3 separate regions of the Mus musculus genome follow, and all the other regions are linked to region 1. The links are chromatin contacts, called in public promoter capture Hi-C maps. All regions are on one chromosome and are shown on one strand. The core of a region is the stretch at or near the end of the contact, and the rest is flanking DNA. Distances in the headings are between cores, read along the strand shown.

Region 1 (4,360 bases), core at 1,259-3,758:
CAGTAAAGAACATGCCTCAAAAACCAAGGGCTTGCTGGGCAGTTGGTGGCGCACGCCTTTAATCCCAGCACTTGGGAGGCAAAGGCAGAGGCAGAGGCAGAGGCAGGCGGATTTCTGAGTTCAAGGCCAGCCTGGTCTACAGAGTGAGTTCCAGGACAGCCAGGGCTACACAGAGAAACTCTGTCTCGAAAACCCAAACCAAACCAAACAAACAAACAAACAAAAAAACAAAGCCAAGGGCTTAAGTTTGATCTCCAGAACTCACAAAAATGTGGAAGGCCGAAACCAATTCCCAAAAGACATCCTTTGACATCTATATGTGTGGCATGTGTCCCCTCAAATGCATTCGTCCTCACACACAATGTCACTATCTGTGAGGCTGTGCCTATCTAGCTAACAAAAGAAAAAAGAAAAAGAGGCTAGGGGTGGTAACATCCATCTTAAATCCCAGCATTCAGGAGGCAGGCAGATTTCTCTGAGTTGGAGGTCAACCTGGTCTATACAGTGAGTTCCACGACAGTAAGGGGATACAAAGTGAGACCCTATTTAAAAAACATTTTAAAGAATGAATGACAAAAAATATTAGACATAGTGTCAACATTGGGTCTGAAAACCAGGTGAGGCCACATGACTGTGGGGTTGGGTTGAGTAACCACTAGGTTTTCAAATAGAAGTTTGTAATCACATCTAGGTTTTGTTAAAAGACAAACAACAACACAACAACAACAAAAAGAACAGCCCAGATTCTCTAGCATATAAGGAGATGTCAACCGAGTTACGGATTAAGTCGCATGTACTTAGCATCCAGCAATCCCGACTTTGCATGGTTTTGAATATATTCTTTTTGGCTTTCAGACTGAACCTCAGGCCTCAGCACATTAGGCAGTAACTGTACCTCTTGGCTATAGACCAGCCCTCATAGAATTATTTTGGCTTTTGTGAGACAGGGTCTCGCATAGCCTCCCCTGGCTTCAAATGCACTATGTAGTCTCCACCTCCCACATGATGGGATCACAGGCTGGCCCCACTGGGAAGGCAAGTTAAGGAAAGAAGGGCCTGCTCTGGCTCACAGATCCAGGGTACAGTGTTGAGGAGTCTCAGCAGCGGGAACTTGACAGCAGCTGGGCACATCACCTTAGCAGACAGGAAGCAGGTGAATTCTCCGGCTCAGTTTGCTTTTAGTCAATCAATCCACAATCCATGAAATAGGAAATAGGGCCACATCCCATCTCAGTTTTAGCTATATAATCTCTTACCCAAACAAAATCGAAGTCAGGTTTTGGCTCGTTTCTGCTCAGCCTTTGCCTATTTTTATTAATCTTTGAGATAGAGTCTTGTTATGTAGCCTTGGCTAGCCTGGGGCTGGCAATGTAGACCTGGCTGGCCTGGAATTCAGAGATCTGCCTGCCTCTGCCTCCTGGGTGCTGGAATTAAAGGTGTGCACCACCACACTCTGCTCACTCTTCAAACACAGTCTTATTATGTAGCCCAGACTAGACTAATGTGAGGCCCTTTTGTCTCACACCAGGATTATTGGTACGTGCCACATACCTAGCTGCTTACAACTTCTAACCGGGTTCCTTCAAATATTAAATAAGAACAAAATTCAGAAAGGCGAAGACCCTGCCTCCTGTCTCATAGCATACCACACTCACTACATCTTAGGCCTTTGTATTCAGCAGGCCTCCTCCCGGTCAAAGCAGCTCTCCCTTCTCTATTTACTTCAGGGTTTCCCTCTCTTCTGTGTAATGGGTAACAGATCTTACACCGCGTTCTCAGCTCCTTTAAAAAAAAAAAAAGGAAAGAAAGAAAGAACGGCTTTACTGTCCTAAGTCAAGATCTCATTAAAATAAACAAAGTTATCACAGGAGGCTGCGGGAGGGCGAGCCAGTGACCCCGGCTACTCCGAAGGCGGAAACACGAGGATCCAGAATTCTACACAACCTTGTGTCAGACAAAACCCACCGGCCTCTAACTTGTTCCTCTGTAGCTAGAATTCTACCGATCTGTTCATCTCATTCTGTGCTCCCTCGCCATCAGACGCTGAGGCCAGGGGGAGGACGCCCGGGTCCGCCGCTGTATCCTCCGCTCTTATCGTAAAGTACTTCGAGGGAATAAACGATCGTCCGGACACCTCGGGGGCTGGGGCCCGGGAGGAGGCGGCCACAGACCGGAGCGGGGCGGAGCCACGTAACCGCAAGTCTAGGGCCAGAAACCCAAGCCGGACCCCACGGAGCCGCGTGGACTGAGCGGGGCGGGGGACCCAGGGGTAACCGAGTGGGTAGCCAGCCCGGGGAAGTGGCGTACGCTGTCCCGGAAGGAAGTCGACCACTGAGGCAGGGCGGTCCGGGGCGGGGCGGAGCAGGCTGCTGGCCGCCGTCCGCGCGTCCCCGCGTCCCTCCCGCCGCCCCTCGAGCCCCGCCGGGGCCGCCTTACCCGCCCTCCCGGCCGCGGCCGCCGCTCCTCAGGACACCGAGCGTTCGGGGCCGGAACCCGGAGACAAGCCGGTGCCGATTGGCGACGCTCCGTCACGTGACCGCAACGCTCCGCCGGCGCCAATTTCAAACAGCGGAACAACTGAAAGCGGCGCTGCGGGACCCACCCCCGGCCCGGGCTCCCCCGTCACCCCGCCCCGGGCTCCCACCCCGGCCGTCCCGCCGGGACCCGCCGCCCGGGCCCGGCTCGGCCCCGCGTGGAGCAGACGCGGCCTGTGAGGTGAGTGGGGTGCGGCCGGGTCCAGGGAGGGCTCGGAGTCGGCACTGCCGGGGCTGTGGGGCGCGAGGGGGTGTTGGGCACCGCCGGGAAGAAGGTCTGAGCCTCCGGCCTCGGCCTTGCCGCCGCCGTGTTCTCCGAGCATCCCCGGACCCTGGGAACAGGCCTGCCCTCGGAGTCTGCATTTGCAGTCAACCCTGCCTCCGCCTCCACCGCTGCAGGGCGGGATCCTGGCTGAGTGTTGGTTGCAAGGTTCCCTGTTGAGTGTGGAGAATAATGGGGTCGTGGGGTGGCTCTGCAAGTCTCCTTCCGCTAGAAGATATTGGGAGTGTTAGGGAAAGGCTGGTCAAAGAGAGCCCCTGTGGTGGTGGGGGGGGGTGTCTAACATCTGATTGGGGTGGGGTGCAATGGGAAGGAAAACGAAAACTGAGATTTGAAGGTCGAGAGAACGGAGTATGAAGAGAGCTGCAGGGTGGAAGGGACCTGAGAACTCTTAAGCAGCTGGCAAACGTCAAAAGAGTGTAATCCCTTCTTTGGCAGGTGTCCTAAAGCGACAGCTGCTTTCTCTGTTTCTCACAGGATTGCAAAAGTGACAGGATTTAACTTAATGATAAATTATTCTATCTACCTATAAAAAAATCCATAGGAATGCTTTTTCTAAAGACTTCCTTCCTTAGCGTTTCAAAACCACTTTAGCATAGCCAGGCATAGTGGTGAGTGACTGTAATCTCAGCAACTAGAAAATTAGAGGCCAGAGGCTCAGCAGTTCAAAGCCAGCCTGGACTACAGGCGATTCTGTCTCAAATATAAAAGCCACCTTAAGCTTATTAATGATGGCACATCTTAGTATGAAGGAGATCAGTATTACAATCTTACTTTTGAAGCAGAAGATCAAGGTATATAGAGTATTATACTCACAAAACTAAAATATTGCCAGGCAGTGGTGGCGCATGCCTTTAATCCCAGCACTTGGGAGGCAGAGGCAGGCAGATTTCTGAGTTGCAGACCAACCAGGGCTACACAGAGAAACCCTGTCTCAAAAACAAAACAAAACAAAACAAAAAACAAAAAAATCCCACTAAAATATAGTTACTTTCAGGTACCAAAATATCATTGTGCAAATGCTTTGCAAATTTTGAAAGAAGAAAAACACACTTTAAAAAAAAAATTAATGTAATGGGGCTGGGGAGATGGCTCAGTGGTTAATGGAAGCTCTTGAAAATCTTTTTTTTTTTTTCCCAATTCAAAAGGATTGGGGTTTTTATTGTAGAACACTTACAAGCATTCACAAGGCCCCGGGTTCAATCCCTACCACCACATAAACCTGGTATTGTAGCTGCACCTGTGATTCTAACAGGTGGAGGCAGGAGAATCAGAAGTTTAAGGTCCCCTGCATTATTTGAGACTGATGGAAAAGGGCCATAGGGTATAGCTCAGGAGTAGAGTAGAGTCCTTGCCTACTGTATGTGTAGCCCTGAGTTCAGTCACAGTACTGAAAACTTTGGAATAAATGAGACTGCACAGTCTACACACATTGCTGTGAGCCATCAGTACGGAAGTCCCCCCCTTTTGTCTGGGATCTTGCAGACTAGTGGTTGATCTCACCAGTGTTGTGGCAATAGGGCCTCCTGCCTCTGCCTCTGTATGC
Region 2 (4,360 bases), core at 1,339-3,838, 970 kb after region 1:
TGAAGAGACATGTTCAAACACTGAGGCCAGCAAGAGTGGAGGGAAAAGAAGAAATGAACAAAGGAAATAAAGCCAGTGGTGATGTAGGCAGGAGACAAACAGTTGGAGTGTATGGGCTTGAAGGCCAAAATGGAATTACTTTTCAGGAGGAGGTATAAAATGAGATTGAAGATCTGCAGTTGCAGGGAGTTGATGTAGCCACCTGTTCTACTGAGGTCACCAGCTCACAGCTCTCTTTCTCATGCATCAGGGTCACATAGTTTCTACTCTTCCTTGATGTTCTCTGAATTTGGATGGGGAAGGATAGTACAGATGACTCATTCAAAGCTGAGGGCTCACAGTTATTTATACTTGCTAGATTGGCCAGTGATCTGTGGCTAGATCCACCACTACCTGCCTTGAAGAGACTTTTATCAATAGCAAACCAGTAGAAATTTCAGCATGAATGGGGAGGCCCTCCCTTGCAAGCCCCATCCTTGTTGGACTGACAGCAGATCCTTGCAGAGGGAGGAAATGACTCTCCTTTGTAGACATGGTTACAAATGCTAGAGGGTTAACAACAGCAGAATGAAGGGTGAGAACTTGGGAGGGAGCCATTGCGGATGGTACAGGGGAGATGGAAACGATCTAAATATATTGTATAATAGTATGAGATTTTTAAAGAGAAAAATATTTTTTTAAAAAATGAATGTGGTTCATCAAATAAGATGAAGGGAGTGATGGCAACGCTGGAGAATTTGCTAAATTTGACTACAGGTTTCATGAGAAAAGCTGAAGCAGAAACCTGATCAGAGTGGATTCAATATTAGAGAGGCCAGGTCCTGGGGTGTTGCTTCAAGGTAGAGCTTAGCATACACAAGGCCCTGGGTCCAGCTCCAAACACCAATTGTCCTCATGGAAAACTAAACCAAACCCAATAAAAACCAAGTACTTTGAGCTGGAGATGTAATCTAATGGCAGGCCATATGCTTAGACTACATGACAGCCCAGAAAGAAAAGGAAGGATGGATGGAGAGGAGGAAGGCAGACTGGCAGGGAGGGGAGAGAGAAGATAAGCAAAGAACACATTTCAAGGTTTCTGAATTAAGCAGTAACCATAAACACTATGCAAAGGAAGAGTAGGGGCTAATGAACTAAGTTATGATCTACTGTGCTGCTGATGAAGATGCTGCAGTGGAGTGTGAACAGCAATGGCCTATGAGAGAGGAGAGCCTGATGACAGAGTAAGAGGATATAGGATCTTCAGTAGAACCTGAACACTTCACTGTCTGGAGAGTCCGTGTGGTGGTAACGGTGGGTGGGCTCGTCTCCCACCCATTGCTTCTATTAGAGTAAAGCTGGAATCAGGGTTCCATGCACCTGTGGCCCTGAGTTAACAAATGCAGCTTAGCATACCCCACTTTGCTTGCCCCTCCCCACCACCACTATAGCTGACACAATTTTGACACAAATATGGTGCCTTACAAGATCTTACCGTTGACCACATACACCCAGCTCTTCATAAAGCTTTATTTGATCACCCTGACTCAGAACCCTCCTTCCTCCTGCTTCAAATAGAATGAATTTATGCATAGCAAGTCCTCTAGAAACAAATCTAATCTATTTTTTTTTTCAGGAAAATATCCCAGCTGGTACTCTGTTTAAATGTAATACATATTTATCAATAGACTAATCTAGGAGGTAAAGCAGGTGGAGGGGTCAGGCTGAATAGCCAATACCACTATCAAGTGTTTTTAGTAGAAATTGATCACTTACATTTTCTAGGAAAACTGAAAAACCCCCAAAGAAGAACAGCAACAGCACCTCCTAGCAGGGTCCAAAGGGTCAGCACTTTCTTCGCATCTGTACATAAAGCAAGCAGACAGGTCACTACCAGAGAAAAATAACAAGCAAACAAAACCTCCATTAAAAAAGCCATAATCTCTGTATCCTATACACAACTCAGCCATTGATCTATTAGGAAAAGGGAAAAGGCACTCAGGTGTGACTTTGGCTTTTGTCTGTACAGTACTTTGTCACTTCCAAGAGCTGGGCAAAACACTCTCCAGCAAAGCTTGAAGAACAAAAACACAGTCCCCCACCTTTTGTGGCTTTGGGGGGGGGGCGCGGGTGGGTGGGTTTGGTTTGGTTTGGTTTTAATAAAATGTCTTCTGTTGTGAGGAGGGTGGAGCGGGAGTGTATCATCTTCACTTTTAGTCTTGAGCCTTTGTTGATGATGGCCACTTTTTCTTAAAGTTCACCTCTGCCTCACAGGCAGAGGCTACCAGTCTTAGCTTTCAATGAAACCCAGTCATCTCCTTACCGAACATTAACCTGTGATGCCTGCGTTCATGGCTTGTCTGAGGTAGTCTGGGTGAAGTGTCGGTCTGCATAGAAATGGTGCTCCAGTGACTACAGAGATTGAGAAAATTCTTAAGCGGAAAGGAGAACTGATAGTTGTATCCGTTGTCTTCAAAGCTCTAGACTCGGAGGGCTGAGTTTCTTTGGAATCAAGACTAGAGCAAGATTGATAGATGGGAGAGATAGCACCACTCCAGCGTGATGGTTCTGCATGATGGGCCACAAGACATCTCACTGGCCCTGTCCTCTAACGGTAGCACGCTCCAACGGGTGTCTCGCTAGCTGCCCTGATTGGCTGCTGGTCGCCATGGGGAAGCCTGATTAGCATCCTCTCCCTTCAGCTATCCAGTCAAGACTTCCCCTTCCCTGGTCTTTGTATAGTGTCTCCCGTGTAAACTATCTGATAAAGCCCGTGTAACTTTAGAGTTGTTTGAACTAACTGTAAATCACACTTATCCTTTCTTGATCTTTGAGCCCCACATCCAGTTTTACTTTGCTTTTAATCGCTTTCTCTTTACTTCCAACGGTCCGGTGAATTGTATTGTGAAACTTGGCAAAGTAAACTCATGGTAAATTAAGGTTTGTTTCCTACACAGGTACTATCCTCTTTGCAGAAGCTCAGAATGATGTATTCCTACAGAAGCTGGAATCATGCCTACAGATTCCCGTAATTGAAGAAGGAATTATACTTTTTTGTTATCTTTAATTTCCCCCAAACACTGAAACCATTCTTCATCTTGTATTGGGGAATTGAAAGATCGGATTAAGGAATATTTAAATTCCATTGTAATTCAAACATAAGAAACATCAGCATGCCCATATTTTATATGTGGTGCCACACATCTGTAAAATCTGATATAAGAAGATTGTTAACTGTCTAAGTTTGCTTTTCTGTTGCTGTGATAAAACCTTCTCACCAAAAGCTACTCAGGGGAGAAAGGGAGAAACCCATCAGAGTGGCTGCTTCTGCTCTGTTTCCAGCAGGGAACTGAGCCAAAGGCAGGGTTTATGCAGTGTTTCTTGTGGAGCAGAGTTTTTTCCAAGGTCAAGATTTTGGTGGGATTTCAAGTCCTGAGATTGGGGAGTGGGGTGGAGGGAGCAGGGATTGATTTTTTTTTTTTATTATCACCAATTGGTGAGTTTCTGTGGCAAGCTGAGAATTGGTGGGATTCTGTGTTTTTTGCCTTGGTCTTGGGGTCTGGTCAGGATCAGGGTCTTTCTTTAGCCCCTTTACCACACAGAGATGGTTGCTGGAAAACCCTCAGAAGCACAAGGGTAAGCAGAAGGGCCCCTGCACAGTGCAGGTACATGCCTTTGGTGAAATGCTCACCTCTGAAACATGAGGGCCAGAGTTTGATCCTCAGAACCCAAGTAAATAAAGCTAGGTGTGGTATCATGATGCTTTCATAATGTCAATACTAGGGAGGTGCAGGTCTTTGGGGGTAAGCGTTTCTACTCGGATGGGAGGGTATCCTGGGACTCAGAAGCCCAGGAACCAATAAAGCTCTAAAGGGAGAAGGTGTCCCAGTGAAAGGGCATCGGGAGTCATGAGGGCTCAGGAATGACAAAGGTCTGAGGTGGGACAGTGTCCTAATGGAAGGGCATCTTGAGTCAAGGGAACTCAAGAACCTGACAGCTCAGGGTCCTTCATGCTGTGGCTGGCCTATCCAGGGCTTGTAATGCCAAGTCCTTTGTGAGCACGACTGAGAGTTACTGCTAGTGAGTCTTCCTTCACCGCAATCTCACAACTGTCATTTTCTGTTGGAAAAGTGAAAATAGGAGAGAATTAAAAATATATATTAACCTTATAAATAACTTTCAAAAGTAAAATGATGTCTTCTAAACGGTTTTGCTCTTTTATCTAATAAGGAAATGTTCCATGATTACTCTAAACATATTATTTTAAGTCTTTATGTCACTCATCTTTTGTGCCATACTCCTTTCATCTGGCTCGTGTTTTCCTACAGTCAGATTTTGAAATGAATTATTTCAGAATGAATATTTCAATGTTTTACACACC
Region 3 (4,360 bases), core at 1,327-3,826, 910 kb after region 1:
ATATAAATTATAGCACAGTTAAAGTGATAATGTAAGAATGAACAGTGAAACATTACATTTTCTAAGATGGATTAAAATAATAAGTGAAAAGTAACAATGCTATAAAACATATTGAACAGACCCCCCCCCAATTTAACTTACTGTATAAAGGTTGAACAAAGTCACAGTTACCTTTAACTAATAAATGTTTCTGTATCAGGATTTGGATAGATAGAAATATGCCTGTACTAGCATGTAAATAGGTGACTGCAGAGGGAAAGTCAATTTTTGGCTTTAGATTTTGGATTTTGTTTTTTACAGGGTGAACCCTCATGATTCAAAACAGTATGCCCCCACTAGAATGCCCTTGTATGTTCCCAAATTCTTCAGTGTGAATTTTTTAATGCTCATGGAAGCTTTAATACAAAATGGCTCCTTGAATAAGATTATAATTAACAGTGAAAATCACTCTCCACAGTTGTAATCCCAACACTTAGGAGTCTAGTGTCAAAGGAGTGTGAGCTTGAAGCCTATGGCTACAAGGTGAAAAGTTATGTCAAATCTTTTCTCATTATAAAAACACTTAACTTTCCATTGTAGATGACTTTTTATAGTTACAAGATTATTTCTGTAGATTTTATCTTGGAATTTGTGGATTTTTTTTTCTTAAAACATTTTGTTCCAGATAAGCTTGGTGAGGAGACATCACATGGCTAGTATCACCAACTTGTACATTTTGTAGGATTTTCTTTTTCTTGGTGAAAATCTGATTTCAAGTTTTCTAAGAGAAGCCTTTATCAATCCTGCCTAGGTCTGTTTTCCCCTGCCTTCCTTTTCACACACATACACAATTATCTTCAGAGGCAGTCTTTGTAGCTTGAGTAATAGGTTCAGAGACTGGTCTAGTTTCGTTTCTCAACATATGATAGTCACATTGCTTGGACTCAATTTATCAATATCTCTGACTGCACAGCAAACATACCCACATCCAAAGCAACCCTAGACCTCAACTAGTTCATTCAGCCCATTGACCCACCTGGTGGGTAGACTATGTAGACCAACTCCCACGTGACAGTTTATTTCCATCTCCAAGGGTCATGGCTAACCACAGTTCAACTTGTCACCTAGGCAACAAAACATCCCCCCCTAACAGCACACTCCTGAGGCCTGTGCATTAATGGAGAGCATGAAAACAGATCCACCTATTTACCAACTTTCAGTCACCCAAGGAGGAGCCTGTTGATTCCACTGCTGCTGTGTTGCTAAGGTCATGGCCGTGAGAACATAAGTTAAATATACAAAGGTAGATGGAGCTGACCCCAGGCCAGGTCAGGAATTTCTGCATTTGGTCTTTCCTTCATTCCACTATTTATTATAGTTTCATTATTATCTGCTTTTTAAAAAAAATTTAAGTGAGACATATAGGTATGGGTTGCTTAGGTATCTAAAAATGAATATTGTAGACTTTATATCTATGTTTTTGACTTCATGCTCTCAAAGAAGGGATGAGATTTTAAAGGTAACTGAGACTTTTAAAAAATTTTTTATTTTTAATTTTTTTACACAACAAGACAACTTGACAGAGAAACTCAGAAAATAATTCGTTCCTCACCAACTATCTTGGCGGTGTTGGTCATAGCAAATCCCTTTATTAACTGGATCGCTCGTGCTTTCAAATAACTCTCATTCCCAAGTGCTAAGTGCTGGAGGGCTCCTTACAACTCAGATAGAAACAGACAGAAGAGACAGAAATGTGAAGGGTGATCATGCTTTTGTAAAAAGGAAGAAAAATATATAGTCATAGAATTTGAAGTGATTCATTGGAGGAGAGAGACAGAACAAAATGTAAGGAGGAGATTCCATAGGTCTCTGCAGAAGATGACATTTTAATGACAGGGTTACATTCTAATGCATCACCATATGACACTGCACATGTTCAGGTGTGTGTAATGCTGTTTTCTCTGAGCCTGGAGACCCGAATGCTGCTAACCACTGGAGGATTCATGAGGAGAACACTAATGAGGGAATACACACAGAAAGCAGGCAAATGGATAAGGAAAGAGCAAGAACGTAACTCTTTGTGTGAAAAACAGAGTTCTTCATAAAGAAAAGGATAAAACTTACTGATGATGGTGGTTATGGGAAAACTATAGAGAATAACTAGGTCAAGCCAGGCAATTTATCATTTATCATTTAAATCCACGAGTTGAGATGTTACAAATCTATTCAAAGGAAAAGTCCTTTCAAGATCATCTGAAAGTCATATAGCTCTCTCTCATACAAGTATCTTGTCTTCTCATAGCTAGAGAGGTATTTACCTATGCCCAGTTTCTCTTTTACTGATTGAAACAGAACATAACCAAGTCCTCTGATAATCTCTCCATTCTCCGCTCTATTCCACACATCAAATGTAGAGATCATTCCAGAATGTAAGAAATCACATGACTTACCCTTCTGCCCTCTCTCCAGATGTGAAGAGCTATTTTCCGTTATAGAACAGTTTTCAGAATCCATCCTTTTTAATTTTTTTCCCCTCAAGGTCCCTGGCGACTCTCAAGTGGTCCACGGAGAGATGTAGCTGGAGCTGTCTTGTTCAGTGTCTTGATCTCGGAGGATTTCAGCCTTTATACTCGATTAGGCTCCACCCCTTCCTCCTACCCTGTACTCACTCAACTCAGCCAGTTCTCTTTAATTTATGCTCCAGCGGCCTAGACACTTCACCGTGTGTTGTTGTGGTGAGCTGCGGGTTTTCCCTGCTGTCTGAAATGTGCTTTCTCACAACTGTAGCTTCAAGAGGAAGAGATAAATGGGATTTTCCCAGAATCGAAGACATCCTTCCACAAACTTTTAAAAACACAAATAACTTAGGAAATGGTATAATCTAAACAAGGAGCTAAAAGTTTGAGATTGCTGTATTTGACATGGAAAAGCACTGGAAGAGAGAGTAAAACTTTTTCATGCAATCCTTTGCATTGGTTTCTTTGTATATGTAGGCAGGTACAGGCATTTATTGAATACCCATTATGTACCAGGTGCTGTTGGTGGCCAGAAGATGTACTGTTGAGTAGGGATTTTAAAATCTCTATCTTTGTGGCTCTCTCTCTCCCTCTCTCTCAATTGGACAAGTTTTATTTAGTTAATTATGGATTTAAAACGTGTGGCATTCACTTCTTTTTTCCCCAGAGACTAGTTCTTTCAAGTGTCAGGAGTTGCTTTAGTGCAGGAAACAGAAAGCTTGTGGTCTGAAACTTCCTCGGTGTGATCTAAAACTGTTTCTCTTCAGTTATCTATTTCATCATCCCTTGCTCATTTTCTTGTCATCCTCCACTGTCAAACTTACTTTGTCTCACTGCAGAATATCTCCTTCTATTTCCCCATGTCCTTTTCAGGTGTCTGTGGCCTCGGATATTTGGAAGATGATCCCTATACACATATCTTCCCATGATATCCATCTCATTCAGATAAGTTATTGAGCACCACATAAATGCAGAAAATGTCTGTTTTGGTAAGTCAAGTGTGAGGATCTTAAAAAATTACAAGCATGATTTCTTACATTCTGGAATGATCTCTACATTTGACATATGGAATAGAGCAGAGAATGGAGAGATTGTCAAAGGACCTGGAGTAAAGTTGTCTGGTTTGCCTTTGTGAAGATATAATGCTTAGGTTGCTTGGAAGGTACCGGCACAGACAACTGAGGTGAGCCAGCAGGTGGATTTGTCTGCTTGAGACACAGACAGGTACATGCTGGTCCTAATGTGCCTTTTTGTTCTCAGTATCTTTCCTGCACAGCAGCTGGGATGAGATTAAGTATGTCATATCATCTTGTTGAGAACATTCAGCTCACCAAAGGCTTCCTAATAAAGGTTCCTTAAAATCCAAAGACCTTACAGCCAAGAAGAACCTCTACATTGGCCTCTGGGCACTTCCTCTATTACTTTCCCTCTACAACAGAGAGCTTCTTCTTATTCCATAGGAGTGCCCAGGAGCCTGCCACTGCAGGGCCTTTAGGTCTTTCGGTTGTGTCTTAGCGGTTCTTTTTCCATATGCCTATGTGCCAGGTTTTCCCATAATAAATAAGGTAATTAATTCAGTATCAAGTGAAAAGCAGGAAGGTCCAGATACTCATGAATACCAAGAAGTGCTCTTCTGACTCATGCCTGTTGGATGGGATGAGGTTTTCATAGAGTTCAGAACTGACAAAAAATAGGCAGGGAGAGTCATCATAGCCAGCCTCTGCTATAAGTTGGCTCCTAACTAAGCTCTTTAAAGGAAAAGGGCAGCTCAAGTGAGTATTTTTTAATTTATTTACCTTTATTAAACTTAATTTTTAAAAATTGTATTATATTTATGTGTGTGTGAGTCATGTATGTGTGTGCTG

What was found. Promoter capture Hi-C pulls out the DNA fragments that hold promoters and counts their contacts.
Region 2: a contact with region 1 is called in a promoter capture Hi-C map of pre-B cells, with 5 times the contacts expected there. The contact joins the promoter of Clec2m here to the promoter of Rhno1 in region 1. A contact is called at or near these places in 1 of 39 promoter capture datasets (pre-B cells) and 1 of 115 datasets of contacts at active chromatin or transcription factors (bone marrow-derived macrophages).
Region 3: a contact with region 1 is called in a promoter capture Hi-C map of pre-B cells, with 4 times the contacts expected there. The contact joins the promoter of Cd69 here to the promoter of Rhno1 in region 1. A contact is called at or near these places in 1 of 39 promoter capture datasets (pre-B cells) and 1 of 115 datasets of contacts at active chromatin or transcription factors (memory CD8 T cells).

The regions. Positions count from the first base shown.
Region 1 is chr6:128,360,403-128,364,762 of GRCm38.p6, forward strand. It overlaps Rhno1 (RAD9-HUS1-RAD1 interacting nuclear orphan 1), which reads right to left and starts at 2,509. Exons shown (of 3, transcript NM_001326585.1): 1 at 2,437-2,509. It overlaps Foxm1 (forkhead box M1), which reads left to right and starts at 2,592. Exons shown (of 8, transcript NM_008021.4): 1 at 2,592-2,715.
Region 2 is chr6:129,329,193-129,333,552 of GRCm38.p6, forward strand. It overlaps Clec2m (C-type lectin domain family 2, member m), which reads right to left and starts at 2,589. Exons shown (of 5, transcript NM_199034.4): 1 at 2,303-2,589; 2 at 1,756-1,842. The coding sequence starts at 2,372.
Region 3 is chr6:129,272,793-129,277,152 of GRCm38.p6, forward strand. It overlaps Cd69 (CD69 antigen), which reads right to left and starts at 2,577. Exons shown (of 5, transcript NM_001033122.4): 1 at 2,430-2,577. The coding sequence starts at 2,493.